Regions from separate parts of the Mus musculus genome. Here regions 2, 3, 4, 5, 6 and 7 are each linked to region 1. Evidence: chromatin contacts called from public Hi-C and promoter capture Hi-C data. All regions are on one chromosome and are shown on one strand. Each heading gives the region's core, a stretch centred on a gene start, on an enhancer-like site or on the middle of the called end of the contact. The rest is flanking DNA. Distances are from core to core; before and after follow the strand shown.

What was found. Promoter capture Hi-C pulls out the DNA fragments that hold promoters and counts their contacts. Hi-C and Micro-C count contacts between places; a contact is called where the count stands out from the background. Capture Hi-C pulls out chosen DNA fragments and counts their contacts.
Region 2: a promoter capture Hi-C map of liver shows a contact between it and region 1, with 8 times the contacts expected there. The contact joins the promoter of Pcf11 here to the promoter of Tmem126b in region 1. A contact is called at or near these places in 6 of 39 promoter capture datasets (the C10 cell line, cranial neural crest, hematopoietic stem and progenitor cells and 3 more), 1 of 115 datasets of contacts at active chromatin or transcription factors (stem cell-derived neural progenitor cells) and 1 of 9 other capture datasets (adipose tissue).
Region 3: a promoter capture Hi-C map of the C10 cell line shows a contact between it and region 1, with 4 times the contacts expected there. The contact joins the promoter of Ctsc here to the promoter of Tmem126b in region 1.
Region 4: a Hi-C map of B cells shows a contact between it and region 1, with 6 read pairs. The contact joins the enhancer-like site here to the promoter of Tmem126b in region 1. A contact is called at or near these places in 2 of 39 promoter capture datasets (both in liver) and 1 of 484 Hi-C or Micro-C datasets (B cells).
Region 5: a promoter capture Hi-C map of liver shows a contact between it and region 1, with 5 times the contacts expected there. The contact joins the promoter of Prcp here to the promoter of Tmem126b in region 1. A contact is called at or near these places in 7 of 39 promoter capture datasets (the 3T3-L1 cell line, the C10 cell line, embryonic stem cells and 3 more), 1 of 484 Hi-C or Micro-C datasets (LSK cells), 5 of 115 datasets of contacts at active chromatin or transcription factors (the NIH/3T3 cell line, astrocytes, embryonic forebrain and 2 more) and 2 of 9 other capture datasets (adipose tissue and liver).
Region 6: a promoter capture Hi-C map of liver shows a contact between it and region 1, with 2.5 times the contacts expected there. The contact joins the promoter of Ccdc90b here to the promoter of Tmem126b in region 1. A contact is called at or near these places in 6 of 39 promoter capture datasets (the 3T3-L1 cell line, the C10 cell line, cranial neural crest and 3 more), 1 of 484 Hi-C or Micro-C datasets (CD4 T cells), 1 of 115 datasets of contacts at active chromatin or transcription factors (astrocytes) and 1 of 9 other capture datasets (liver).
Region 7: a promoter capture Hi-C map of liver shows a contact between it and region 1, with 3 times the contacts expected there. The contact joins the promoter of Rab30 here to the promoter of Tmem126b in region 1. A contact is called at or near these places in 7 of 39 promoter capture datasets (the C10 cell line, cranial neural crest, embryonic stem cells and 4 more), 1 of 484 Hi-C or Micro-C datasets (cardiomyocytes), 2 of 115 datasets of contacts at active chromatin or transcription factors (differentiating embryonic stem cells and embryonic stem cells) and 2 of 9 other capture datasets (adipose tissue and liver).

Annotation. Positions count from the first base shown.
Region 1 is chr7:90,474,742-90,478,537 of GRCm38.p6, reverse strand. It overlaps Tmem126b (transmembrane protein 126B), which reads left to right and starts at 2,543. Exons shown (of 5, transcript NM_026734.2): 1 at 2,543-2,643. The coding sequence starts at 2,563. It also overlaps a transcript of Dlg2 not described here.
Region 2 is chr7:92,668,436-92,672,452 of GRCm38.p6, reverse strand. It overlaps Pcf11 (PCF11 cleavage and polyadenylation factor subunit), which reads left to right and starts at 2,541. Exons shown (of 16, transcript NM_029078.3): 1 at 2,541-3,024. The coding sequence starts at 2,833.
Region 3 is chr7:88,276,452-88,280,352 of GRCm38.p6, reverse strand. Ctsc (cathepsin C) reads right to left here and starts at 2,268. Exons shown (of 7, transcript NM_009982.5): 1 at 1,979-2,268. The coding sequence starts at 2,150.
Region 4 is chr7:92,816,132-92,820,002 of GRCm38.p6, reverse strand. It overlaps Rab30 (RAB30, member RAS oncogene family), which reads right to left. Exons shown (of 5, transcript NM_029494.2): 2 at 1-20. The coding sequence starts at 12. Among named protein-coding and RNA genes, the nearest start is that of Ddias, 56 kb to the left of the region's middle. Within about 2 kb of position 2,617, at least 28 of the 459 cell types and tissues checked have an H3K27ac peak or open chromatin away from gene starts, as enhancers often do. A contact at or near this core is called in B cells, where this site is marked.
Region 5 is chr7:92,873,495-92,877,133 of GRCm38.p6, reverse strand. Prcp (prolylcarboxypeptidase (angiotensinase C)) reads right to left here and starts at 1,881. Exons shown (of 9, transcript NM_028243.3): 1 at 1,634-1,881. The coding sequence starts at 1,795. Ddias (DNA damage-induced apoptosis suppressor) reads left to right here and starts at 2,887. Exons shown (of 6, transcript NM_001355126.1): 1 at 2,887-2,993.
Region 6 is chr7:92,559,148-92,563,053 of GRCm38.p6, reverse strand. Ccdc90b (coiled-coil domain containing 90B) reads right to left here and starts at 1,905. Exons shown (of 9, transcript NM_025515.3): 1 at 1,419-1,905. The coding sequence starts at 1,518.
Region 7 is chr7:92,739,561-92,743,481 of GRCm38.p6, reverse strand. Rab30 (RAB30, member RAS oncogene family) reads right to left here and starts at 1,768. Exons shown (of 5, transcript NM_029494.2): 1 at 1,640-1,768. It overlaps 4632427E13Rik (RIKEN cDNA 4632427E13 gene), which reads left to right and starts at 2,023. Exons shown (of 2, transcript NR_015510.1): 1 at 2,023-2,420; 2 at 2,506-2,776.

The sequences.
Region 1 (3,796 bases), core at 1,294-3,793:
GGAACAAAGTTCATCTCAGCTAAGGTGAACCCTTAAGCTCTCTGATCTATAATAGACCATGCTCCAGGAACCCCATGGGATTCTGATCAAAGTGATAAGGGTTACTGAAAGGAAGAAAAGAGCAAGTATATGCTTTACTTGAGGGAATTTCCCAAAACATGTTACTGAATAATAAAATAAACTATCAAAGTTGTGAATTACCACGGAAGGGAAGACATACACTGGAATAAACTCAAATATGAAGTCTATTTTTAAGTATAAGAAATAAAGCTATGATTTTACAAATGTTGCCTTATGTTACACCTACATAATCATTCAATAAGTATCAAGCTCATGGGGAAAAACTCCACTGTACAAGTTTCTTTTTAAAAGATTATTTAAACTGAGCTTTAAACCCCAAACCTATAGCACCGAATCTATTCTGATTACAAATGGTGACATTAACTACCTGGTTCATTAATTTACATATGTCTATAGTATTACCTTAACTTTACTATAATAAAATATTACTGAAAAGGTACTACTGAGCAGATATTCATTGCAGTAAATATTTACTCAAAACCAGGCAAAATTTTGCCCTGCAATAGAATACAATTTAAATTACAAAAACCACAGCCAAGAAAAAGGAAAATCATATGTTATGTATGAACCTCATAGCCCACCTTTCTTCTTGACTGGCATTCTTGGGTCTCTCCACTGACTCTGGACTCAAGATCTCTGAGTTTCAGTCTCTGCTTGATCCAGCTGAATGGAGATGGAACCAGGTTAACTGTTGCAAATCTCTTCACCGTTCAGCCTTGATATCCAGGCTGAGTCTTCTATTTCAAATAAAGAAAAAAATGATGCCTTTCTCCACAACCAAACATTACACTGCCCAAGGTCTTCAAAGAAAAAAATAGCAAGTTTTTCAATTTTTGTAAAATATATATTCTTGTTTTAAAAGCTGAGAAAGTTATCTTATGCATAGAAAATGTTACTAAAACTCCTCTTCAGGCAGCAACACTTTTAGATGTTCAATAACTAACTCAATTAAGGCACAAACCAATTTTAGGACGGTTGACTTATTAATTTATACATGTTCGACATGGTTCGTAATAAAGAGCATCAATTTTTAGGAAAAAGTTTAAACTTCCCCTTCAAAAACACTTTTAAAAACGTCTTACTCTAGTCTTTTCAGGGGTGTGTGAGTTTGGACAGTTTTCTGGGGGCAAAAGAGAGATTCAAAGGCCCCCTTCTATTTACTGGTTCTGTTTCTCGCCCCTCAGTAAAACACTATCCAGCTTGTCACTTTCCTATTTTTCTTCTGTGGTCTCCAAGCCCCCAAGGCTTGATCCTTAATGCCCCTCAGATCCTGATCCTCCTGTGTATTAACTGAGAGGATTGAAAAGAAGGAAGGCAATCCCTTGGCATGGAGACATTAAAGTGACAGTGCTATTCAATGGGCACTTGATGCAGGATGATTTGGCGAAGCAGACTTCTTCACACTGGAGTCATTCACATCATGCCATCTCTTCGCAAACAAGCAGCTTCCTATCCGGCGAAGAAAAACACTGAGGCTGCTGGAAAGGAGAAACCAAACCTTCCCCAAAAGGTGTTTTCAGAGACGCTGTAGTAGTATTAGGCATGCAATCACACACTATGCAAATAGTCCGCGATTTCCTAAATGAGAGTGCAGCTGTTTGGCTTCCACATCCACCCTTTCTCAGTCTCTCTCCAATCTACCCACCTTCCTTTTGCAGAAAAGACATTTCTCTGCCACCGCTGGCCACCCCTGCCCACACCCCGATCTTATACAGAAGAGCACCGAAATGTCCTGCACCCTCCAAGCGATGAAGTGTTTCCTCGGGCAAGAGAAACAGCAGCACTAGAAATTATATAACTCTCGAATTTGGCTTGCCTAAGACATGGAGACTGGAGGGTCGGGGGTTGCGGGTCTGGCAGACGCTGCTGGGCATTTCACGTGCACGGAAGCGCGCCTGGCCTCCTCGCAGCACCATCCACCCCTAAAACACTGGCCGACCAGGGCTCTTCGGGGGAGCAGGGAAAAGGGATATTTCTAACTGAACCCTTTCCAAGCGGGGCTTGAGGGTGGACTATGGGGACTGAAGACTGTAGAGAGCAGGCTAGCCCGTGCTGCTGTGGCCGCGCCGGGGAGACGGGCTGGAGGCTCTGAGGAGGAACCTTAGAAACCACAGCCTTAACACACCGACCGGGCCGAAGGAACTACCAGGGCTCGGTTACCCCAGCCGCCCTGAGAAGAAGGCGCGCAGCAACAGGCCTGCGCCCGAACCGCCCCTGGTTCCCTTCAGGTTGGCCAGGCTGACAATTTGGCAGAGGACAAGGCAAGGCTGGCTAGGGGCGGGCCCCTGACCCTGAGCCTTCCTCGGAGCCAATGAGAGATCGCACTTCTGCGACGCCACGCCCAACCTCCGCCCGGCTGGAGGGCGCGGCTTTTGACTGGGTGGGGGAGTACCGGACTAAAGGTACGAGCTGTCAGACAGCTGCAAGTCCCGCCCCAGGCGCTCCGGCCACGCCCTCCTGTCAGTCACGTGAGGCGCTAAGATGGCGGCGTCCCAGCGACCAAGTTGGTCCGAGTCGAAGGTTGCTGGTGTTGTGCAGGAGGGAAATAGGGAAGCACCCCAGGTAGGCGGAAATCTAGGGTGGTGTGGGTCGCCTCCTCGGAGATGATGCACGTGAAGGATTTGAGCAAATAGAACCGAACCCGACTTTATGTAGAGTGTAATCAAATCTCTAGTTCCGAACAGCGTAGACCTGAAGTCTACGCCGATTAAATGCAGCTTGTTTCTCTTTCTCGAGGACCTTTCTTCAATTACAAATACTTTATCGCCTTACCCCACCCGGCCCGACCTCCAGTTCTCTCATTCTGTTTAAGTCTCCTGCATTTTATTGATTTGATGTGTTCTGACTTAACGCAAGGTTATGATGGCTTCTTGAATGCATTCACTTTTTTGATTACCCGAGAACCTAATATCCACCACGGCTGGACAAATCATGTTGAATAAAATTCTGAAGGTCAAATAATACACTTAAAGATACAACACACACACACTTTGCAGGCCATACGCCCACACAAATGCACTTAACGTGTATAAGGATGGTGATCTAATCAGTTGAGTGACTTTGAACTTCCTTAACTCTCAGATTAAACGTTGGTTGTGGCAAAAATCTTCATTTTCAGTTCTTGCTGAAAGACTTCCTTGGAATCTGATGATGGAGCACTTGTCAGGCCTGAAGCCCAGGCGTCTATACCAACAGCACAAAAATAAGTTAAAACAAAACAAAACAAAAAACTCTGGGCAAGTTAATAATCTATATCTCCTTAATTAAGGAGAGTGTAGTGAAACCCTTGCAAATGCCAGATGCCAAAAATATTTGCTGTTGCTTTTGATTATTTCAATATTGACTGTCCTGCAGCCATAATTGTGGGTACCCTTTTCCCCAAAGCTGTCTTAAAGGCCTGGAAATTTTCTGTGGGTGGTGAAGAGGGCTGTTCAGGGAATTGGATGAGAACAGAACAAAAATTTCTCTACGTTTTTTTGATTAGCCATGATGCTATTAATATCTGCCTTCATCGTACACTAGATGGATTGGTTAGAGAATCCTCCTTAGAAAATACTATTTCTTCTTCCATTTTTCCATTTGGATAGCAGAAGGAGGGGGGAGCAAAAGATGTAAGTCTAGTCCCCCCCAAAAAAATATAATTTGTAAAGTATTTTATGCCTGCTCTGCCCACCCCCCTTCTCAGCTATCTTAAAGAACTGACTTAAATGCTGTG
Region 2 (4,017 bases), core at 1,292-3,791, 2.2 Mb before region 1:
ACAAAGGAGATAACCTAAGAATATTTTTTAAAAAAAGTACCCAAGGAGCTAAAGGGATCTGCAACCCTATAGGTGGAACAACAATATGGACTAACCAGTAACCCCCAGAGCTTGTGTCTCTAGCTGCATATGTATCAGAAGATGGCCTAGTTGGCCATCAGTGGAAAGAGAGGTCCATTGGTTGTGCAAACTGTATATGCCTCAGTACAGGGGAATGCCAGGGCCAAGAAGTGGGAGTGGGTGGGTAGGGGAGTGGGGGGGATGGTATGGGGGACTTTTGGGATAGCATTGGAAATGTAAATGAGGAAAATACCTAATTAAAAAAAAGAATCGGATTTGGAAACTGAAAAAAGATATGATATGGACTTATTAAAGATGTAGCTTGGCAGTAATATACTTGCCCGGATGTATGCCACCCTGGATTTGATGTCCAGTATTGAAGAGATAGAGAGGAGGGAGGGAGGAGGGAGGCATGGGAGAGGGAGAGGGAAAGAGAATGAGGACAAGAGAGAGAATATGAATATATCTACCAAACTGAGGAATTATTTTTTAAAAAACAAAATCTAAAAGTAGTACTGGGCACTGTGTTACAAGCCTTTAATCCCAGCAGAGGCAGGCAAAATGCTGTGAGTTTGAGGCTAGCTTACTCTACCCAGAGAGTTCCAGGTTAGCCAGGGACACAGTGAGACACTTTCTCAAACCAAACCAAACCATCCCCAAATTTTCACATTCAAAGGAAACCCCAACTCCTCAAACTCCAAAAGGCAGTTTAAATATCCAGAAATGGGCTCAGTCTGGATTGTAGGAGGATTTCTGGCAGTTATATAAAAGTCAGCACTCCTCAGGAACTTGTGAAACCAATTCCCCTCTGTCCAAAAGACATATGTGGTTACGTTGGTGCCTATCAGGATATCAAAGCACACAAATGCTGGCATTCAGGCTCCCTGGTACCACAAATACCTGTTACAGTCTTCAAAGTGCATGCTAGCATCCTAGCCCTTTTCTCCTCCTCAGGTACCCTAACCTCCCTCCAGCCCACAGGCTTCCATTCTGCCAGCTCCTCATTCTTTATAACCCTGCTATTCTTGCTGGTTTTTTTTTTTTTTTCTCTTCCTCTGCTCTGCTTTTCCTTCTCTTACCATCTTTGTCGTCTATCCGCCGCTATTCTCCCTTCTCTCAAAGACATCCATGGCCATGGTCTGATGGTCGTGTTCGGTTTATCTTTTTCTCTGCTCTGGATTCTCCAGATGCCATGGCAGTTCTTTCTTTATATCTACAATAAAAGCCTTCCCTTTAACCATAGCATGGAGTGGACGTGTCATCAGTTTGTGTGTGTATGTGTGTGTGCGAACTATCCCTCCACTGTGCTTCATAGTTCACTAAGGCTCTGACAAACTATTTGTTTTGTGTATCTTAAAAACCAGATTATAGAAATCTAAGGTATTTTTCCATATATCTCAGATGTATTTTTTTTTTTTTAAACAAGGTCTCTGTACGTAGCCTTGGCTGTCCTGGAACTCACTCTGTAGATCAGGCTGTCCTTGAAATCAGTGATCTCCGTTCTGTCTCTTTAGTGCTGGGATTAAGTGTTATGTTTTTTTGAGATAGGGACTCGTTAAGTAGCCCTGGCTGGACTGGAACTTGACATTTAGACTTGACAGGTCTCGACTCCAAGAGATCCACCTTCCTCTGCCTCCTGAGGGCTGAGGTTCAAGGCCTGAGCCATCAAGTATGGCTCAGATATTGTATTTATTCTAAGGCCATTTGGAAATGTAGCAGATTGAAGAGGTGAGTGCTATTAGGTTATTGTGAATACCCTTCCAGAAATGTGACTTCTTCAAAAGATCTCCAGCTCCTCTGGGAAAGCTTTTCTCACATAGCACCTCCTAATAAAAGCATTTTCCTGGGGACTCAACTCCTGCAAGCCTGTCTAGGTGCTTTTATGAGTGTGGCAGTTAGCAGGAGTTACTCCAGTCTGGATTCCGGGTAGGGCAGGCGTCTCCGCCTTAATGCCTGAGGGACAGCTGGCTCAGCGAGCCCCGCCCAGGCTCCCGGGAGCACCTGAGACGGGGCGACTGGCCTTGACTGGAGGCTTTCGCTCTTCCAGCTCATGCCAACCCCCGCCCGCACCCAGGAGGCAAGCGGGAGGAGGATGGTTGATGGAGTCGCCCAGTGGTTGGAGGAGTGCATAGGAAGGGGCCTGGTGCAGCTTTCATAAACTGGTTGGGCCGGTCCTCTGGAGCCTCCGTCCTCTACTGGCTTCCCTGGATGGGTTGTTATGGTAACAAATGACCGAACAGTCCCTTACGAATTGGCCAATGAGAGCCGACCGTCCTTTGCACCGCGTCTCCGAGCCGGAGGTGTTGCGAAAGCCGAGACTCGACCGAGGAAGAAGGCGGTGCTTGGACGTATTGCGGAAGGGCCGGGGGCGGGGCCTGTGACACGCGCGGGCCAGCCAATCCCGCCTGGTGTTTCCAACGGCCCCGCCCCTTACCGCACATTTCCCCTCCCCTAGTTCATTTCGCACGACGCAGCGGTTGGGAACACAGACATTTTCGGAGCTGGAGCCGCCACTGCCGCCGCCATTTTGTGTCTGTGGAGAAAGAAGCCCCGGCGGCGGCTGGAAGCGGACGGAGATTCCCCGTGAGGCTGCGGCGTTTCTTCCCCGAGGTTCCCCCTGGGTCGTCCCCCATCCCCCCTCCGTGGTCAGCATGTGGTGAAGCCGCAGCCGCCGGAGACCCGGGGAGCGAGGCCGAGGCGTCGGAAGGGAGGCGGGGTGTCGAGCGGCTTCAGCTTCGGCGGCGGCGGACCTCGGAGGGGGGCCGCGGCGCAATGTCAGAGCAGACGCCGGCGGAGGCCGGGGCTGCGGGGGCCCGGGAGGACGCCTGTCGGGATTATCAGTCGTCGCTGGAAGACCTGACCTTCAATAGCAAACCGCACATCAATATGCTGACCATTCTAGCCGAGGAGAACCTGCCCTTCGCCAAGGAGATCGTCTCTCTCATCGAGGCCCAAACCGCCAAGGTTTTTATACACCCCGCAGCCTCCTATTCTTCTAATACTCCTTGATTTTAGTGTCAGCCTCATCCCAGGTCTCGCTTCCATCCGAAGGGGGACGGAGTTCCTCCTCTCCAACCCCCCACCCCCGACTCGGGCTTGGTCTTTGGCCCCGGCTGGGAGCGTGGGCCTCTTTCGGGAGGGAGCGGGGAGGATGCAGGGTGGAGCCCCATTTCCGCTTACCAACTCCCTATTTAGGCCACCTCTGACTACGTCCCCACGCTCCACGCATCGGGGACAGCCTTTCGGATGGGGGAAATACTTAGAGGCAGTTGGTGTTTGGGGAGCGAAAGAGTTAAAAAACAAACCATCTTAAGCCCTTGGGAAGGTGGGGAGGGGCTTTCCCTCAGTGTCCTTTTTGGGGAATTGTGCTCTGTGGGTTGGAAGGAGGTGAAGGGGGACCTGGGAGCGAGCTGTCGGTGGGTTGGGTATAGGGAATTGGCCCCGAGTGGAGCAGCGGCCTGTTAGCTCAACATGGCGCCTGCAAAGCACATGATGCGAAAGGGAAGAGAGGAGAGAACCCATTCCCTGCCAGCCAGGCAGCTGCTCTCACCCGTCAGCCCCATTTTGGGGTGGGGGCTGTTGGATCAAACTTTTATTCTCCTCTCGGAGGGTCTGATTTTGCCCCAATGGTAGGAAAATTGGGCTGAGGATGGGGTTTGGGTGTGTGGGGGAGGTCTTATCCAACCTGTAGGTGGAGAATTGGCCCAGTGGGTAACAAATACTTGGAAGTTTCTTTGAAAAATTCAGTCCCTCCTTTTCCTATTCTCGTTTTCTCCCTTCCCTGATAGTGAAGGCTTGCTTTTCTTCACCCCTTGAGCGAAGTGGTCCTTTGCTACCTTCTGTTTTCCCTCTGGTCTTGCTCTTCTGTGGATTCATGTGGGAGCGATATGTTATTTAAGTAAAGTTACTGTTAAACTTAGTTTATATTGAGTCTTAACCGTTTCCCAATTAATACGT
Region 3 (3,901 bases), core at 1,019-3,518, 2.2 Mb after region 1:
TCTCCTCAAAGATATAAAAATAATTTGAGTTGATAGGTACTAATGTTTAACTTGCATAATAACAGGGTCTTTTTGGGTTGGGTTTGGTTTGGTTTGATTTTTTGAGACAGAGTTTCTCTGTATAGCACTGGCTGTCCCTGAACTCTCGCTGTAGACCATGGTGGACTCGAACTCAAAAATCCACCTGCCTCTGCCTCCTAAGTACTGGGATTAAAAGCGTGTGCCACCACTGCTCTGCTTCTGTGTGTCTTTAACTGTTGGATTAGAGTCAAAAGTAGATTTATAGGTAGAGGCTATTCAGCTGTTCAGCTGTGTCCATCTTAGAGTTTTACACATTAGTCTCTCTCTCTCTCTCTCTCTCTGTCTGTCTCTGTCTTTCTTTCAGATTAACAAGCTAGATGGAGACTGTTGGATTTCAGCAAGCCCCCCCCACCCCCACCCCAGGGGCTTAAGTGCATATTTTACACATCAAGGCAGGCCTGACCTTCAGGTTCTTCCAGTATCCCTATGTCCCTACCTGGTGTACCAAACCTTGAACTTTCCAGCCTAAGGGTTGGGCTGCCCTTCCACCAGAGGCTCTTCCCTATATAATCCAGTCATTTTGGTCTCTTGTCCTTCCTTTTTTTTTGGTTTTTCGAGACAGGGTTCTCTGAGTAGCCCTGGCTGTCCTGGAACTCACTCTGTAGACGAGGCTGGCTTTGAACTCAGAAATCCGCCTGCCTCTGCCTCCCAAGTGCTGGGATTAAAGGTGTGTGCCACCACTGCCCGGCCTCTTGTCCTTTCTATCTTCAGACCTTCTCTCCATGGGAACTTTCAATCTCTTCCCCTTCTCCTCTGTCTCCCTTCCCAAGGCTGTTTCCCTGATCTGTGATCTTGCCTCCCCTGCCAAAAGCAGTTTCCAAATAAACCTGAGATATAGATAGATAGATAGATAGATAGATAGATAGACAGACAGATAGGTAGATAGGTCCCTGATCTGGCTTGAATTAGCTCATTTTACCGTGAAGGAATAACTTATCAGAGACTTCATATGATAAGGCGATGCAAACCTTTTCTCTCCCTTCTGCCTCATCTCCATGCTCAAATTTAGAAAAGAAACAATTGTAGACACCACCCAGGATTAAGCTAAACCCAGTCACCTGGAATTTAGTAAATGACTCCTTGTTGGAGGCAGGGGAGGTGGGATATATGACAGCATTTATTCTACTCACAAGAAAACTACAGTTCAGAGTTGAGTTTCTCTGTGCAACTCTGACTGGGGAGACCATAAGTGTCACTCTTCTTATCTGTACTACTGTTTTCCTATATCCGAGGCACGTGGAATGCCCCAGTCTTCATTTACTACATACTCACTGAGAGCCAAGTGTTAGGCATTGCGTTTGCTTCCGTCATATCCAAACACTACTGTAAAATGTGACAAAAGAGACAGGAAAAAGCTTTTGTATATCTCTCGAAATTCCTTAAACAAGGCGTCCAGAAATGTCAAGGAAAGTAGCAGATAAAACAGGCCCAGTTTGAAGTGGTCTCTTCCCACTACCTCACAGGGAAAGAAGGAGCGCCCCCATTAGAAAGAAAAAGAAAAAAAAAAGAAAAAAAAAAAAAAAGAAAAAAAAAAAAAGGCTAACTCCTAGAGTCTGAGCTCAGCAGTCAAGACTCTGAATTTTAAAAACAAGAACCTGTCAGACCTGAGTGAAGGGTCAAGAAAGCAGTTCTCCACTCGCTTCTAAGAAATCAAAGCAAATAAAACAAGTAAAAAACCAGGGGCGCGTTTCCTTGAACATGAGTTGTGAGATAATCAGGAAAATAAGTGTAAAGTTAGAAGTTCTCAGCAGCTCAAATTCAACTTAGCGGCCCTGGCTCTGATCCCCCAAGGGGCCGTTCGTCAGCTCTTAACTCTCCAGTCACCCAGAAACGCCGGCCCCAAGGCAAGGACTCAGGGACAGAAAAGGACAACTCGGGACCCTGGGAAGCCGCTTACCCATCACCGAGCAGTTAATGTCGCTTCGGGAACTTCTAGGGCCCACCTGGAACACCCAGGTGCCCAGCAGATCAGGGTAGGTGCAGTTGGCAGGAGTGTCGGAGCGCACGGTGCAGACTCCCAAAAGCACCAGCAGCAGGACGGCGCGCAAGGAGTGGGTCCAGGGACCCATGCTGACGGCGCCCGCGGAGCAGATGGCAGAGAAAGCAAGTTCAACTGGAACACCACTCGATGGCAGTCAGGCGACCCTAGTGGCTCCCGCCTTAAAATACCCAAGAGCCCGGAAACCCAGGGTCCGCGGGGCGGGGTTACAGGGTGGTGAGAACAGAATGAGGTGGGGGAGGAGCGGCGAGGCTGTGAGGACGGGGGCGTGGAGTGACTGAGATGTAGGGAGGGACAGGGTGTGACTAGGTGAGGCAGCACGAGGTGGCCTGAGGAAGTTAGTTAGTGACAGTGTAGGGTGGGGACAGGCACCACTAGGAGGAAGAAGGAAAGTGGCCTTTGGGGACCTCTGCCTTTCAAGGAACGCCAAAGCTGAGAACTCTGTAGCGGTGTTTTGTAATGCCAGTGTGATTAAAATAGAATCTACCCTGTGCAATACAGGGTTGACAAGAGTCTTAAAGTCTACTGAGGCTAATTCTCTTTCTCTTGTTTTTGGTGCACTTTCCTGCATTTCTGACTCCGTGGAAAAACTTTACTAGCTAACCTAAGATAGTCTTGAGAATTTCTGTTCCATTTACCAAATCTAGCTTTTTATCTTCAGGGTTTTCTTTGGTTTCCGGTCTGCCTGTTTACCCGAAGATTTCAATTGTAGTGAACCTTTACAGGTTGGGTGAATCTGTTTTGTTTTCCCTCCCTGGAACTTTATTAGGATTAAGTTGAATGGGGTGGGGGTTGCGGGTGACTGGGGTGATCACATTGTGATCACATTGCTCAAGCCCTTCTGTTTTCAGAATGAAAGCAAGAATTAGAGAAAGAGGAAGTAGCTTGCTCAGGATGAAGTGGTCTTCTGAGCTCCTGTGTCAGGCTTTCCCAAGGGCGAGCTGAAGGGAGCATAGTTGAACCTTGCCTCCTCTGTCAGTCTTCTTGCCTGCAATTGTTAAGTAGTAATCTTTAGCGAAGCATCCTGCTCTTGTGAGAGCTGTTTTGAGTTGCCTGGCTGTTGTTGGCTGGGATCATGATCATTCTGAGCTAATCTGAGAATACAGAGATGAACCAGGCAGACTTGATGAGCCTCTTTGACCTAGTAGGCTTGTGCACTTTGTTTCTTTTTAAACCCCATCCCACAGATCACAGATATTTATGTGCAGACTTTTTTTTTTTTTTTTCCACTGAGTACATGCAGTCCGAGGAAGCAATGTGGTTGAAGAACAAACCACTTCTGTCTCTGAATTCTGCTTTAAAAACACTCAGGCTTCTAAGCCTGAAGGCACACTTTGATAGGGGTCCTTCTTGATAACTAAGGGGCTAGAGTGTTCTTTCATATGAAACTAGGCTACAAGAGCTAAATGGGGAGGAGCTGACACCTTCTAGATCTCAAAAGCCTTTATAGGATTAAGAATTGACATTGTATAATTAAGCTAGCATTTTCTTTTAAAGGCCCCATTACAGATAGCATCACTTTCCTAAATTTCTACAGTTTGTCGTTGTTGAAACATTTTACTAAATGATCCATATCTTAGAGCTAAACGTGGGATCTGGGAATTCCTTTGATGGACATAATCAAAGTAGAACACTTACTTGTTAAAAAGAAATTAAAGCAGCCTTTCTAAAGTCAATGGCAAAGATTGTGGGTCACTTTGGATTAATGAATGCATCCTGATATTAGGAAATGGAGATTTAGAGAGTTGAATCACTTGTCAAATGTCATTGCCAGTTAGGGAGAATCAGCAAGAAACATGTGCAAGTTGCACGCCCCAAAGT
Region 4 (3,871 bases), core at 1,368-3,867, 2.3 Mb before region 1:
TTCCATACTCATTTACACAGCTGCAAGCAAGCACAGAGAGCAGTGAGAGCCCAAGCCTCCCGAGCAGCTCAGGCTGCACCAGCCCCTGCCACGGAAACAAGAGGTCTAACGCGTTTGCAGGGCAACTTAAGGCTCCTCTCCGGTGACGCAGCCAGTGAAAGAGGAACATAGGTGTTTGGTCACCGATGGACTTCATTCTCCCTAGCTACCTCGTGCTACGGAAAGCAAATGATACTGATCTATCTTGTACCTTTCACCTGGTAACCTTTGTTCCTCCAAGCAAACAGGTCGTGGGTTTTCAAGTAATAAAGTGTGTTTTCTGTTAGCCAGGCTAACCAAGAGTGCAGATGAGTAGGGAGAGACGAAAGCCATTCAGAAATTGACAGTTAATAAGCTATGTATTCCTCTTGGGGAAGAAAATGATAGCCACCAGGAGACCATAAAAAGAGAGACAATCATAAAAGGCCCTTCAGTCTCCTGCCAGTCCTAGGTTCTTGGGCCCTAGGCACCACTAGGAGAGTATCTTGCCCTTCTCCCACTACCCCTTTTCTAACTACCTGCTATCTGCCGCTCTGGTACTAAATGGCCTCCAAGAACACTCATCTTCTAATGACCATGAGCTGTGCTATATCCTCTCCTCCCTTGAGATATCGTCCTTCCACCTTTTTCTTCCAGTGCAAGCCTGTCATTGTCTCTGAGTCTTTTACTGGTCTTCAAATAGTGATAAATACAAACTGACACGTGTTCACCATGCCTCCATCCCAGCATTTCACTTCTATACAGATTTATTTGTTCAAATGTCTGCCTTATCCTTGAGGACGGGGACAATGGCTTTTCACCTCTATCTCCTAGCCCTAGAACAGAGTCACACTTAGTAAATGTCTACTCTGTAGACGGAAAGAATCAATTAAAGGGCACATTGCTTAGATATAGACATTTGCTTCTCCAATTGTGTGAAGAAGAATATTCCTATAATGTAACATAGAGGATGCCTTTCTTTTTTTTTTTTTTTTTTTTGGTTTTTTGGTTTTTTGAGACAGGGTTTCTCTGTGTAGACTTGGCTATCCTAGAACTTGCTCTGTAGACCAGGCTGGCCTCGAACTCAGAAATTCACCTGCTTCTGCCTCCCAAGTGCTGGGATTAAAGGCGTGCGCCACCACGCCCGGCCAAGGATGCCTTTCTTTTTTTTTTTTTTTTAAAGATTTATTTATTTATTATATGTAAGTACACTGTAGCTGTCTTCAGACACTCCAGAAGAGGGCGTCAGATCTCATTACAGATGGTTGTGAGCCACCATGTGGTTGCTGGCATTTGAACTCAGGACCTTCGGAAGAGAAGAGCAGTCAGTGCTCTTACCCACTGAGCCATCTCTCCAGCCCTGCCGAGGATGCCTTTCAAGATTAAAAACAAACAGGCAAAGAAAACAAAACAAAATGCATCCCATAGAGCTTGATGAGAAAATTAGTAACCTGAGTAGCTCCTATACCATTTTTCTATCACCTGGAGGCATCAGCCCCTAAAACCAACATGAGGAAGCTTAAAAATCAACCATAAAGTAAGAAACAACCTCAGCACTCAGGAGACTGAAGCAGGAGCAACTGTTGACTTTGAAGCCAAACAGCTACCTAAGGAAATTGTATCTCAAACAACAGACAGACAATTTCAAAACTAATTCTAGCTAAGAGCTGAAGATCTGTCCTAAGCGGAACAGGCTGGATATGCTCCGGAGGGAGAAGGAAAAACAGTGACTTCTAGAGATAAGGATTCTAGGAAAGTGAGTAAGCACGAGGCCAACTGCGCCAGCAAACCTAAGCCTCGGTGACAGCAGGCTTGCAGGTAGAGAACACAGTGTGCTGGACCTGTCACGGAAGGTGATTAGTACGTGGATTTCAACAGTCCTCGAACGACAGCTGACAACCAAGTAAGCATGCAGACAGCTGCTCATGGGGTTCTGTCTCACGTCACTGGAACTGTGAAGGAAAAACATCTGTGCAAGAATATGAGATGCACACCTTGCACTATAGTTGGCCTTCTATGTATATTTTCTCATTTTCAATAGTCCATGAAGCTAATACTAACTAATGCTGTATGTAATTTGAGCAAACTGAAGTTGAGAGATAGAAAAGTTGGCTCCAAATCAACACAGCCAGACACTGTCGCAGGGCATCAATGATCAAATGAATTCTACTGTAAAAACCAAAGAGGCCAAGGTTCAAATCCTGGCAGTTGTATTTTCTCAGTCTGTGCCTTTGGGCTAATGACTGTATCCCCTAATATCAATATGGAGACATAGCATGATGTCATGGCATTGTAATGGCTAGCAAAGTCAGGTCTTGAGGACAGTTCTTGGTCTTGGTAAAGCAAACTCCTCAAGAACATTCTCAGGTTCCCCATCATCTGATTTCTGTCTCTTGCTAGAGTCACGTCTTGCTACAACCCTCACAAGGTACACTGTTGTTCTCCAGCTTCCAAACACCATAGACAGGTCTGCTTTTCTCCTCAAACCTTTCTAGCTACAACAGGAGCCCATGGCCTCCTGCCACCTCCCCCAACCCAGCTAACTCTCACTTCTGCTTTAGATCTCAGCTGAAGCATCACATCCTTTGGTGGGTTTCTCTGGCCTGAGAGAGGCCTGGGCCCTCGGATTTCTACTTCCATAATGCCTTCTTCCTCTTAGACAGAGTTATGTATGTACCATAATTTGCTTACATTAACTATGTGTATCTGTCTATACTCCTCCAGCAGCTCTCAGCAAATGTGTGCTGAGACACATACTGTGTCTAGCTGAACCAAGGTCCTGGAATGACCATCCTCGTCACCATGCTCTCCATCATTTGCACCACCTCACAACAGTAACTATTTAACCTCACATCAGTCCTATGAAGCAGACATGGCTGACAGTTTTAACTTGACAGATAAAGACGTGAAGGCACAAGAAAAGTTAAATAACAAAAATACTATGAATTATATTCAACTGAAATTTTATAATTACATTGTCAGTACTTTAAGATATTGTTTGTTTGTTTGTTTTTCAAGACAGGGTTTCTCTATGAAGCCCTGTCTGTCCTGGAACTCACTCTGTAGATCAGGCTGGCCTCAAACTCAGAAATCCTCCTTCCTCTACCTCCCAAGTGCTGGGATTAAAGGCGTGTGCTACCACAGCTAGGCTAAGATATTATTCCTCTATCTCCTTCACCTAAGTGGTCCTGGTGAGACAAACTAATATGAATTTTTAAGACAAATGCATTACTTCTTTGAGAATACTTTTTTCTCTAGAACCACTGAAGAATGTCATTTTTGATGGTCCATAGTACAACAGATATAATGTATTCTTAGTTTTAAATTTTTAATAAAGTAGGTTTCTAAATCATGAAGAAAGTACTGAGCTCCTATAGTTCATGACTAGAGGAGCTGAGAGTCTAATTCAACCTTGGCTCATTTTCCCACTGGTGACTTTCACCAGGCCTGGGGCATAGGAAGAGTTGAAGTAGAATGAAATGGATTGAACAGGTTAGGCACTTCATATGTGAGTCTTTGTTGTGGTTTGAATATGCTTGGCCCATGGGAAGTGGCACTATTAGGAGGTGTGGCCTTGTTGGAGTAGGTACGGCCTTGTTGGCAGGTATGTGTCATGGTGGGAGTGGGCTTTGAGGCTCCTATTGCTCAAGCTCTTCCCAGTGAGGGAGGTAGCCTCCTCCTAGCTACCTGCAGAAGACAGTCTCCTTCTGGATGCCTTGGATCAAGATGTAGAGCTCTTAGCTCCTTCTCCAGCACCATGCCTGCCTGGATGTTCTCATGCCTCCTGCTATGGTGATAATGGCCTGAACTTCTGAAACTGTAAACCAGCCCCAATTAAATGTTGTCCTTTATC
Region 5 (3,639 bases), core at 632-3,131, 2.4 Mb before region 1:
TGTCCTTCATATGTGCACTGGTGAGTAACACACACACACACACACACACACACACACACACACACACACACACGGCGGGGGGGGGGGGGAGGAGAGAGGAAAATAAATTAGCATCATTCCACCCTTTACCCCTGCATTCTCTGGAAGCAGTATTCCCAGGGAGATTTTTAGAGACCGTATGTACTAAAGCTTCCCCCTCTAACTTTACTGCTAATAACTGGATGCTATGAAGAATTATATGTGTGTAAAAGAGGTTTCAGTACAAGGATTAAGAGTCGTTCCATAGGAAAAAGCCATGAGTTCGGCTTTGTTTTACAGTGTGGGCGGAGAGCAGAGCTACAGAAAAGAGGAAGTCCTAGAGTTCTTAACACAGCCTTCACTTCAGCTAGACAGCCATAGCTCGCTCCACAGAAAGGTTTTCCTAGGGAAAGCATAAAACTCCATGGTCCTGCCTCCAACTTCTCAACTTACAAATAAGCCGCTGTAGAAATTAAAGGGGCCGTTCCAGAAAGACTTCTGCTACCTCAGCTAAATTAAAATGTTTGCTTGCTTTCTTCCTTTCTTTTCTTTTCGTTTTTCTTTTTTTTTTGAAACCCAAACTTAAATTTCTAGGTCTTTTTTTTTTTTTTTTTACTTCAAAACTAAATTGTTCTACAACCCCATGTCTTCCCTCTTTCCCAAATTCCTACCTAGTCAAACGTCCCATCAATAAGCATGCCTCCATCGGTAACCTTCTATTCAGGGCAGCTACTCTGCTAGGGCTTATGGTTCTTAGCTGCTTCAGTTAGTCATCACTGCAACCTTCTGCAGTAAGCCAAGAAACTTGGCTCAGAAACTAACTGTAACTTGTCCAAGATCACAGAGTGAGGCCAGAATCCTGATGTGACTTCTAAAGCCAAGATCAGACGACTGTACTCTTTCTAATCCCAGTGCCTTGTGCATTCAGGCCTCAGAGACTCCTAGAACTATAGAATTATATAGCCTTGTCATTTCAGAGGACACAGGTACTTTTCATTCAGACCTATAGGGTAATGACCTATGGTCTCATGCTGCCACCAAATACAAAGGCATTGGAGAAGCCTGTCTTAAAACTGTGAACTCAAGTTCAAGACCAGAGAGACCTGATCCTTGCACTCACTTCAGATGGGGATACAGACCTTTTAGCCTCTAAAGGTAACATTTCAGCTGAGAGAAGCAGTTTAGTGAAGCGATACATTCTTATGTAATGGGTACATCTGAATTTGTGTTGAGAGACCTAAAGGTGAAGGTTAGCCTCCATACCTAAGAATTTGAGGTGAGAGGTATGGGGTCAAAGGTTAGTCTCCATAATCTGGTTTTGGCCAAGGTAAACAAAGAGTTTAGATTGAGGCATTTCCTAAAATGAAGAGTTAAAAATATGTATCCTGGACCTCCAGAACTGGAGGGATAAATTTCTCATGGTCTCTGTTGGGAAACACTCGAATAATTAAGGCTTAAGACCACCCTCCAGAAAATGTGAACTAAAACCAAGTCAAGTCCTAAGTATCAGAGTCTGAATTTTGGAGTGGGCGGCGGTGCTCCAACAGCCAAGCAAGGTATGGGCGGGCGGTTGGGACGTGGGACCTAGAACCCTTACTCCCCAGCCTCTGCTTACCTTCTGTTCGAAGTAAAGAACTGAGTATTTACGGGCTACAGCAGGGTCGGGTGTGGGACTGGCTGACAAATGCGGGCTGCCGAGGGTCTTTAGCCTAGGCGGGATGGTTGTGGCGGCCCCGAGTAATAGGAAAGACAGGAGCAGGAGAGCCCGGCAGCCCATGGCTGGGGATGGCAGCCACAGTGTGGGCGACTAAAGAAAGAGAGCCACCAGCAGAAGCGCAAAGACTAAGCCGGGCCCAGCTCGTAGCTCCGCCCGCTGCAGACCAGCTCCTCCCCCGGGAAACCTAAAACCAGGCAGCTCCTGGCCCCAAAGGCGTTGCCTCCACACTTGCCACTCGCCATCCTCCTTCTCCCCGCCCACCTCCACTGAGGTCACACTCTACGTCGGCCTTTACTACGCAGGGTTTTGCCCCATCCTTATCTATGGCTCCCCAAGCCCTATCGCTACCCTAGGTTATGCCATATCCCCGCCTTTATTGCCACCATCACACTGTCCCCGCAACCTCAGTCCCACGTAACACCCCAGCTCTCCGCAAATCCCTTATAATGGCACGGGGCGGGAGGAGGAGGGAGGGAGAGTGAGTCTATTGTCACCAGGCATGACGGCACACACGTGACCCACACTCAACCAGAACAGCAACCTTCCAGACGGAGTTGGACTCTCCCCTCTACTTAGGTGAGGAAACAAGTACAGGGACTCGATGCTGGGCCCCTCAAGTAGCAGGAAATGGAGCGAGGTTCACAGATCGCTCTGCCCCCTTCCTTGTAGGCCGTTCGGGCTCTTCGCCTCTGTTGTTCCCGCCTAAGCAGCCCCACCGGTGTTCAGTTCTCGGGTCACCCCCATCGTCCGCATTGCCCGCACGACCCGTCCCTCCTGTGGCCGCTGGGTGTTGCGCGCAGACTAAGCCTTCTCTAAGCCTCGGTAATCCATCCATGCTCCGCGATGGCGACTCCCTCTACAACAGCGCCCCCTCCTGTCCAGCCCGCGGCGCCAACTTTCATCCGCTCCCACGCCCTCGGCGTCCGTCTGAAGCCACTCCTTCCCACGCCTCGAGCCTTCCCGGCTTCCCTCGCACTTCGCCGAGAGAACTACCGCTCCACCAGTCGATGAAGAACGACCCTCGAAACCCACAGCTACCCCTAGCTTTACAAGAAGGGTCGCTTGCCCGGGGGTGGGTGGTGGGGTGGGGACACGCCCTGCAGGGCGTTTTCTGATTGGCTCTCCTGAAAGTCCGTCAAGACGGTCCTTCCGGCGGAAGAGGACGCGGGAGATTCGATTGCTGGCGTTTGGAGAGCGGCGGACCGAGCGGCCGGAGGGCGGAGCGGTTGCCCGGGCTTGTCTGTGTCCTTTGCCTCAGGTGAGACGCTGAAAAAAGGAGTTCTTGGGGGGCTCTAGGTGGAGAGACTCCTGACGAGGCGCTGTAACCTTGCACTCCGTATGGATTGATTTCAGGACTTCTGGCCGTAAACGCCGGCTACGAGGTTAAACGGGAAAGTCAATACTTTTCATGTTCCTTGGCGAAGGTTTATCAGCACTTTACTGTTGCTGCGGATCCCCAAAAACCCAGAAAGGAAAGGGCTCGACTTTCAACGGGGGCATAAAACTATGTCAGCAGGTTACTGTGCTAGGTGCTGGCAAAGATGGTTTGTTTTATTTTTTTCAGATGACTTTGACTGCCCAGAGAAAGTATTTTACTGAGTAATGTACGCAGTCCAGAAATTGAAAGGTTTCTATTTTCCCTGCTCTCACGAACCCACACCTGAGATCCAAATCCAACTCCCCACTGAACACTGCCACTACCATAATCTAACCTGTGACAGCTGCATGCAGTGACAGTAGTAGCCTCCAAGACCAGGCAGATGGGTGAAAAATTCTTTACCTAGATACTCACCACTTGTTTTAGAAGCTTCTGTTTGTCCCGATATTTTTAAGTTCAAAATCTGTAACTTAGGTTAAAAGCTCTTTGGCCTTGCTTGCCTCTCTAACTTCAGTTCTAGACCCTG
Region 6 (3,906 bases), core at 656-3,155, 2.1 Mb before region 1:
CAAAAATGCTTCCTCTCCACCTGAGGACTGATTCAGTACTTCTGGTCATAAGGCTTGGCAATCTGTACTTAGAAGAATCAATCATCTGTAGTGTTTCTGATGTACTGCTAAGTGTGGATAGTAACAAATGAAGACTGCAGCACCATCGACAAAAACGTAGACAAATCACGGCTTCCTCTGCATCTCACCATCTACTTGAAAATAACTATACTGTGGTATTTCCATGGGATAAGGACCAACTTTCAAATTTGCTAGACTATTGACATTTGTCTATAGTAAGCAGTAAATACTTGTTACACTGAACAGGGACACAAACCATGCACTAATTTTAAGGGGAGACAAGATTTCCTCAAGAGTAACCAGACTTCAAGTGGAATAACTTGAAAATTGTACCAAAATATTAACATTTTTCTGGGGTGTTATATTTTTGGTAAAAGTACACAGATAAGTTGAGATTTGAATTATTTCATCAGATTCAAAACAATGCTACCCCTTTGTGTGTGAGGGCACACATACCTAAGGAGAGAACAGAGGAGGTCTTTGTATCCTGCTCTGTCATGCCCTTCCTAAGTCTTTGATAGGGCAGCTTTTATTGAACCTGGAAGTGGCTGGGGGTTCAACTTTGTGTTGTTATGCTTGTGTGCAGCACAAGTTTCTACCAGTGGACCCACCTCGCCACCCTTTTCTGAAAAGTCCACCAGAATGTGTATTTATAATAACTACCTAAATATGGATTCAAAGATGTGACTAATTCTAGCAGCTAAACAGTAGCCTTGCAAGGGCAGCCTTGATTGAAAGTCAGCGGAACAAATACAATTAAATAACAGGGTGAAAACAAAACAGTGGCAAACAACAAAACCACACAAGTGTGGAGGGCGGAGAAGTGTTTTTGGGTACTGAATAACTCAGTTTATCATCATACACAGATCCAGGAAGAACGAAATGTGGAGGTTGGGATGCCTTTTACGGCGGAAAAACTGAAAAGCACAAGTATAAAAAAAAGCCTTGGAAATAGTTCTCAGAGTAAAGTAAGATATTCTCCAGGATATACAGACTAACAAAGTGTTTGGAAACGCATAGGTTCCAGGACACTTAAAAAACAAAACAAAACCCTACTATGTGATTTGTAAATCAGAACACCCGCAAACTACCTAAGAGTTCATAAATGGAGACGGAACCCCGCCCCGCGCCCCCACCAACTCAAGCCGAGAGGAGGCGCAGGTCCGCAGGGGCTGGGTCTAGGAGGAAGGAAGCCCTCCAGCCAGACCCTGTCTGGAACGCCCAAGACCCACCATCCCCGGAGCTCGCGGGTGGCTCTGCGCGGGTGGGCGGGGCCCTGCAGGGGGTGTGTCACTCTCGCGGACGCCTGAGCGGGCACACCCGCCCGAACCTTCTCCCTGAGCGAGTCTTCGTCTCACCTCTCCGCAGGGCGGGTGACAGACGCCCATGAGGAGTTGAAGTCCAGCGGATTCCGCCGCCGTCAGGGCGCAGGAACCGCCAAATCCAGCGGCTCCTCATAGTCTCGGAGCCCCGCAGGTCAGCAAGGGGAAGCGGAATACGCGTTGATTTTCGCTGAGGCTTTCGGACAATGAAGTCCTCTCACCATCAGGATGCTGGGAAATGTAGTTTCCGGTCTGTCACCAAAGCACCTACTTGAGAGGTTTTTCTTCTACAAAGCTAGGCCTCTTCACAGAGCCACACTTAACACGACTCAGAGCTTATCCCCCTAGCACATCGCCCTTTTCCCATCTCTTCCCGCCTTTACCGCCCTAAGAAAGCGGGGTCTTGGAGAACCTTCTGGCGCCCATTTGCGGGCGGCGAGTTAGTCCCGCAGCAAGCTTCCCAGACCGAATCCAGCGTAGCAGCATAGCATCATGGGACCCGCAGTCCTTGCTGCTGAGGATTGTGGGGATGAGACCGCGTTGTAGCATCGACCAGTGCCCGTGGAAGTCCAAAGCGTATCACACACTTGCAGTTTCGCGTCTCTCTGCTTGGCCCTCTGGTGCACTGGAGGACCAACTGTTTTAGGCCTTTTCTTCAGGGAAACGAAAATTCTCCATTTCCTGGGTCGGCATTGTTCATGATTTAACATTCTCCAACTTCAGTTACCAAAGTCATTGCCCCACCTGGTAAAACCTTGAAAGCAATGTACTAACTAGTCTGTCGCTTACCCAGATTGCAACTTTGTGGGAATCAGCTACCCACCAGCCACCATTTCAAGCACTGAAGCTCATTAAAAACAAAACTTGGTTCCCACCAGCAAGCACTTTAGTAGATTACACATAGAAGGAAATTAAAATGATTCTGTCGTGGGTACTAGGGACAGAGACAGGAGAGACAGTTCTCCTGGGCTGCCAGGTGGGTCCCTGGTATTCAAGCGAAGCACTCTAGACTTTAAAATATTTTCCAATTTCATTTTCAGAAATATCTGAATGCCAGCTAGGTTTAAAGATTAATAATTCGAAGAACAAAGAAAGAATTCCAACAACAATTTAAGTTCTTACTGTACAGGATTTTTTTCCCAGGCTATGTGGGGATTATAAGGATTTCTGCTCTCCAAGTGAAAGACCCACAACATGAGGACTCCCCCACGTTCTGACTCAGGAGAGGCGACACCCCAAATCACGCATGAGAAACGGTCTTGCTGCAAACTGCAAGAGGACTTTTAATTCAAGAGTGCTCTCGGGACCACAGTAATACACCACGCAGGGGTAGAGGTCCCTGGCGCCCCAAGTAGCTGGGTAAGGGGGTATTTAAAGGAAGAAACCACAACTCAAGGAAGTGGGGAAGGCATTGTTGGAAAATACCAAAGATACCAGTTAAGAGTCAAAAGGAAGTGCAAAGTCACAAGAGTCACAAGGAATACCTGGTAATTGTTCGGGTTATCTCTCAAGACAGTTTCTAAGAGCCCCTAACAATGGCACATTTGCATAGCGGGTTCCAGCAATGGTCAGGGGGGGGGGGTCAGGGTAACTTTCTTTGAATGAACACTCTTTGAACCCAGGAAGCGGTGGGTAGAGGAATGTCTGTTTTATGACTAGCATACCTTGGAGCATTGAGTCACATTCCCAAGCCTGGGCCTAAAGGCCCAGAATTTTGCTTTTATATTTTTTCACAAGAACTTGTAATAGAAAAACAGGAGAAGGTAGAGAATAAGGAAACAGTAATATCTTAGTATCATGTAAGTTTTTAAACAATTAATCTTCTAGTCCAGCTGAGAGTGGGATGTTGGCCATATTTGCAATAGCCAAGCTATAGAGAAAGCCTAGGTGCCCATCAACAAATGAATAAGAATTATTATGTGTACAATGGAGTTTTATTTAGTTATAAAGAAAATCAAGGGCAGGAGAGGTGGCTCAGCCATTAAGAGCATTGACTACTCTTCCAGAGGTCCTGAGTTCAGTTCCCAGAAACCACATGGTGGCTCACAACCGTTTGTAATGGGATCCGATGCTCTTTTCTGGTGTGTCTGAACACAGCTACAGTGTACTCATATACATAATTTTTTAAAAAAGGAAATCAAATTCATGACATTGGGGTGGGAGTGGGGGAACGGGAGAGTATCATATTAAGCAAAGTAAGGCAGATACACAAATACAAACATCCCGTGTGTTTCCTCATATGTGCAATCTAGCGGTGTGTATATGTAAGGCATAAAATAGAAGGGGAGGGACTATTAGGAAAGAGAAAGGGGAGAGTAGCAGGAGCAGGTAATGGGGACTAAACAAGCATAAAGTCATTATACTTTTGAAAAGGAATGCCATTACTAAACCCATCATGTGTACAGTGAATGTACACTAATAAAAGAATTTAGAAAAGATGGGAGAAGTAGGATTCAAACATGTTTTCAAGGATTTCTAGTAAGCAGAGATAATAGGACCCAAAGAGAGGGTTAGAGTGAGCAGG
Region 7 (3,921 bases), core at 519-3,018, 2.3 Mb before region 1:
GGGAGGGGAAACGGAATCTGAAGAGATGAGAATTGGGTAGGGAAAGAAAGAAGGGCACAGAAGAGAAGGGCAGAGTGCTATTACAGAGCTGTAGGAAGAAGCAAATACAGCGTGCTGGTTTTCCCCCAAATCTAACCACTACCCGCTGCGCTCCCAATAAATCCCTCCACTTACAAAGCTGTCCTTTGCATTCGGTAACATGAAGCATTTAACAAAGTGTCACCCAGCAGCTCCAACTTTGGAGACCTGAGCATCTCAATTAAAAATGAATAAAATTGGTTCCCAGAAGCGAAAGACAGACAGTAAATGACTTTTCCTCTAAAGCTGGCAGAGGCTGTGAAAAAAGCTTTAGCCTTTTGGAGTTAAGCAAATACTCTGGCGGTTCTCCTTCTTTTGACATTCCTAAAGGGGGTGTGGTTGACCCAAAGTCCATTCATTTCCAAGGTTGTATATCTCTCAGCTAAGACTGGCCCCATCTGTTCCGGAGCCAGCCAGCTGTTTATCTCAAAGGAACATATTTATTGCAGCGTTCATCCCTGTAACTCTTAAGAGGAGAGCCAGCATCATACAAGTCAGAATGTTGCCTGCCTTATTAAACGTGTCAGTTCGTTGGAAAACAAAATTCAAACAAACAGCACACTACCACGCTCCCTAGTTTCCCAGGTCAGGTTCTCTGTCCTTGGATACCTTTCATTAAAGTCCAGTAACGGGGTGACACAACATTCAACTTTTCCTTCCCCTAAAGTGTTAAAAAGAAAAAGAACAAGAAAGCACCCAGGTTCCTAATCGATTCCGTCTGCAAACCGTTATTTCTGAGTGGAGACTAAGCCTCAGAAACGGCAGCTTGTTACAGTACCATTGTCAGTGGCAAGAGCCTATCGCGATGTAATTTAAAACACTCACACAAGCACAAATTCTACTTCCAAACCATCCCGAATCCCGCAGTCGGGAGAACACAAAAAAATGAAAACGCTTAACAAAAATGCAGCTTCTAGCAGCCGAAGAGATCCTTCCCTAGACACGTGAAATATTTCTGACTGGCACGGAGTGCACCATTAAAGGACACTGTCACCTCAAATCAGCAGGAAAAGGCGAGACAAACGACACAAACATACAAACATAAAATAAAGCCCTACGAAACTTAAGCGACTCAAGAGAAACCTGCTCATCTTAAAAATAGTGTGTGCTAGTCCAAGCGACACAAATGTTCTCAAGAAGTACGGCCACATTAAATTACTGTCTCCATTTCTCCCCACACATCACCCTTTCCCACTCAAACCTCAGCACTGGGGTCGTGGAATGACAGGACTGCAGTCCCCCACCTTTGCCCTCCTCGTGTTTTCCAAGTGCACTTCCCAACATCCTTCCCAGCCCAGCCCCCTCTCCTAGCCTTAAAAAGGTTAAAGGGAGTTGAAGCAAGGAAATTGGCAGGCACCAGTCCTCTGGCGGGGGCAGGTTGCAGGAGTTGTTCTTTGCAGTGACCCAAATTGCACAGAGCTATTTAGCTCTTAGCAGCGCCGGTGAGAACCTCCCGAATCCATACCCCCATTCCCGGCCCCATCTTCTCAAAAGAAAGCCTTGAGAACTAAGCGGGAGGGATAACTTGGGAAAACGATTTGAATAAATCACTTCAACTCACCTGGTTTGGGATTTTTCTCCCCACCCCAGGCATAAAAAGAAATGATATACGAATGAGTCACGCACGCAAGAGAAGGTGCTGCGGTGTCCTAAGTCCAAGGACTGGAGTCAGTCCCTGCCCTGGTCCTGCTGCTACTCAGGGCTCAGCTGGAGCGAGCGGCAATAGCGAGCCCAGCAGCAGCAGCGGGGGGGCGGGGGGTGGATAGACCGTAGCACAATGAATGCAGTAGGGTTTTGCAATGACATCATCCCTCTGTCCGAGCGGCCCCAATAGCCATGCTCCAGAGCTGTGCACTCTGGGATCTGTAGTCCTTTGAAGTCCGGGAGCGACGTAGAGGCTACAGCTGGAACTACAATACCCAGGATGCTCTGGTCAGAGCGCCCAGAGAAGAACTGGACCGGCCGCCATGTTGGAGCCCTGGAGCTGCGGCGAGCCGAGGTTTCGAGGGGCTCGTGGAGCCGAAAGGTGGCATGGTGAGAATGGTGAGGCTAGGATGTAGAACTTGATAGCCTCGCGCACCGGCTAGGACTGAACGGAGGCTACACTGGGGACCTTCAGGGCTGTCGAGCCAGAAATGCCATCGCGAGTCGGAGTGAACCGCAACCCGCTGGGGTTGCACAAGGCCTCGCCACCCCGGGACACAGGGAGTCGCTTTACTGAGCGTGGAGAAACCCTTAGACTTCCTGGGGAGACTCTCTGGGCAAAATGTGTCTTTGTTGTGGTGTGGGGACTCGGGACGACGGGCCTCGCGCCTGTAAGACGAAAAGCTCGCGTGCACCCTGTGAGTGGAGCTAAACCTAGGTTATTTTTATTTATTTATTTTTTGCCTTGTCATTTTTCTTAATCCCTCATGATCATTTCCTCAGGTGTCAGACCCCTGCTCCCACCACTGAATTTTCGTTCGGTCGTGAATTGCAAAGGGCCTCAAAGAAATCCTTTGCTAGATAATGTGATCGCGAAGGGTTGTGGAGCTTGGCCCTGAAACTGACAAAGGAAGGATCTACCAAAAGAAGTTAGCACCTAACCTTTCTTACCCCACCAGCGAACGTAAACGACATTGAAAAGGGACTGCAAGTGAGCAGTCTTTCTCGACTAACGCTAAATGAACTGTGCTAAAATACTGCGTATATTCGAAGTTGATAACTGTGGAAAACTTCCCTTTTCTTTTGTTACCTATATTGTGCAAAATAATGTGTTTTGTTGTGACATCTTCGTGCAGATAACGTTAGTTAACACATCATCCCCTTCCCTTAACCACTTGGTACCCTTACCGATGAAAATACATTCAGAATACTTAAAGAACTTTTGAGCCTATTTGCTCAGCATCTCAACACCTTTTCTCCAGTAACTCAAACAGTACTGTGTGTTTGTTTTTCAGGTTCTGAAGTTCACTATAGAAAGATGCCAAAAGACCTACTGAGGGTCTCTGAAAAGTTAAAAATGCTGATATGCGTAATTTGAGTGTTTTATTTTTCCCCTCCTGAGCTTTTCGAAGGAGATGGCTAGCTCGGTGGTGAGGATTCCCACAGCACAGTCAAGACCCTGGATTGTATCCCTAGCACTGGTCTGTTTGCATCAGTGAAAATATATACGGTGCCTCTGTTAGAAATTAATAAAGTTCCAGTAGGTCTTCCTTTCAAAAAGCTAGGCAGGCTGCTTTTTAAATTTCCAAAACACAACAGGAACCTTCAAAGATATATGGAGATGATGGTACTTAAAAAGGACGTTTTTTCAAAGATTGGCTTGTGGTGTGAGAAGCAGCCACAGAAGTGGCAGATGCCATTCTTGTGGATTCAGCAACGTGAAGCCTCAGAAATACTACGCTCTTCTGCTTGTAATGTTGGTAAGTACCAGAAGGAACCAATAGCTACCATTTTCTTTCTGTCCTTTGATGGAAATGTAGAAATGGTTCAAGCTAATGAATCTTTGTTTATATGAGCAGTAACCTTCGTTTGAGTTATGTGGAAGACTGATTTATTGAAAGAAAATAACAGGATGGGTGAAAATAGTGTGGAAAATGGGGGTGATATAATGTAATGGCTTCTATAATTTGTACGTGATTGAGTACTTTGAAGTATTTTAGCCTTCTCTATAGTGGGTAGTCAACCATAAATGCATGGAAAAAATATCAGTGTCTTTAGAAAGACTAAAAATTAAGTCTCAACTTTCACAGGAAAAAAATTCCATATTTAGAAAGTTAAGGGAAAACATTTTACCAGAAAAAAAAAAAAGTATCTTTAAGACCTCCTCTTTGATTATGGTAAATACCATACTCCCCATTT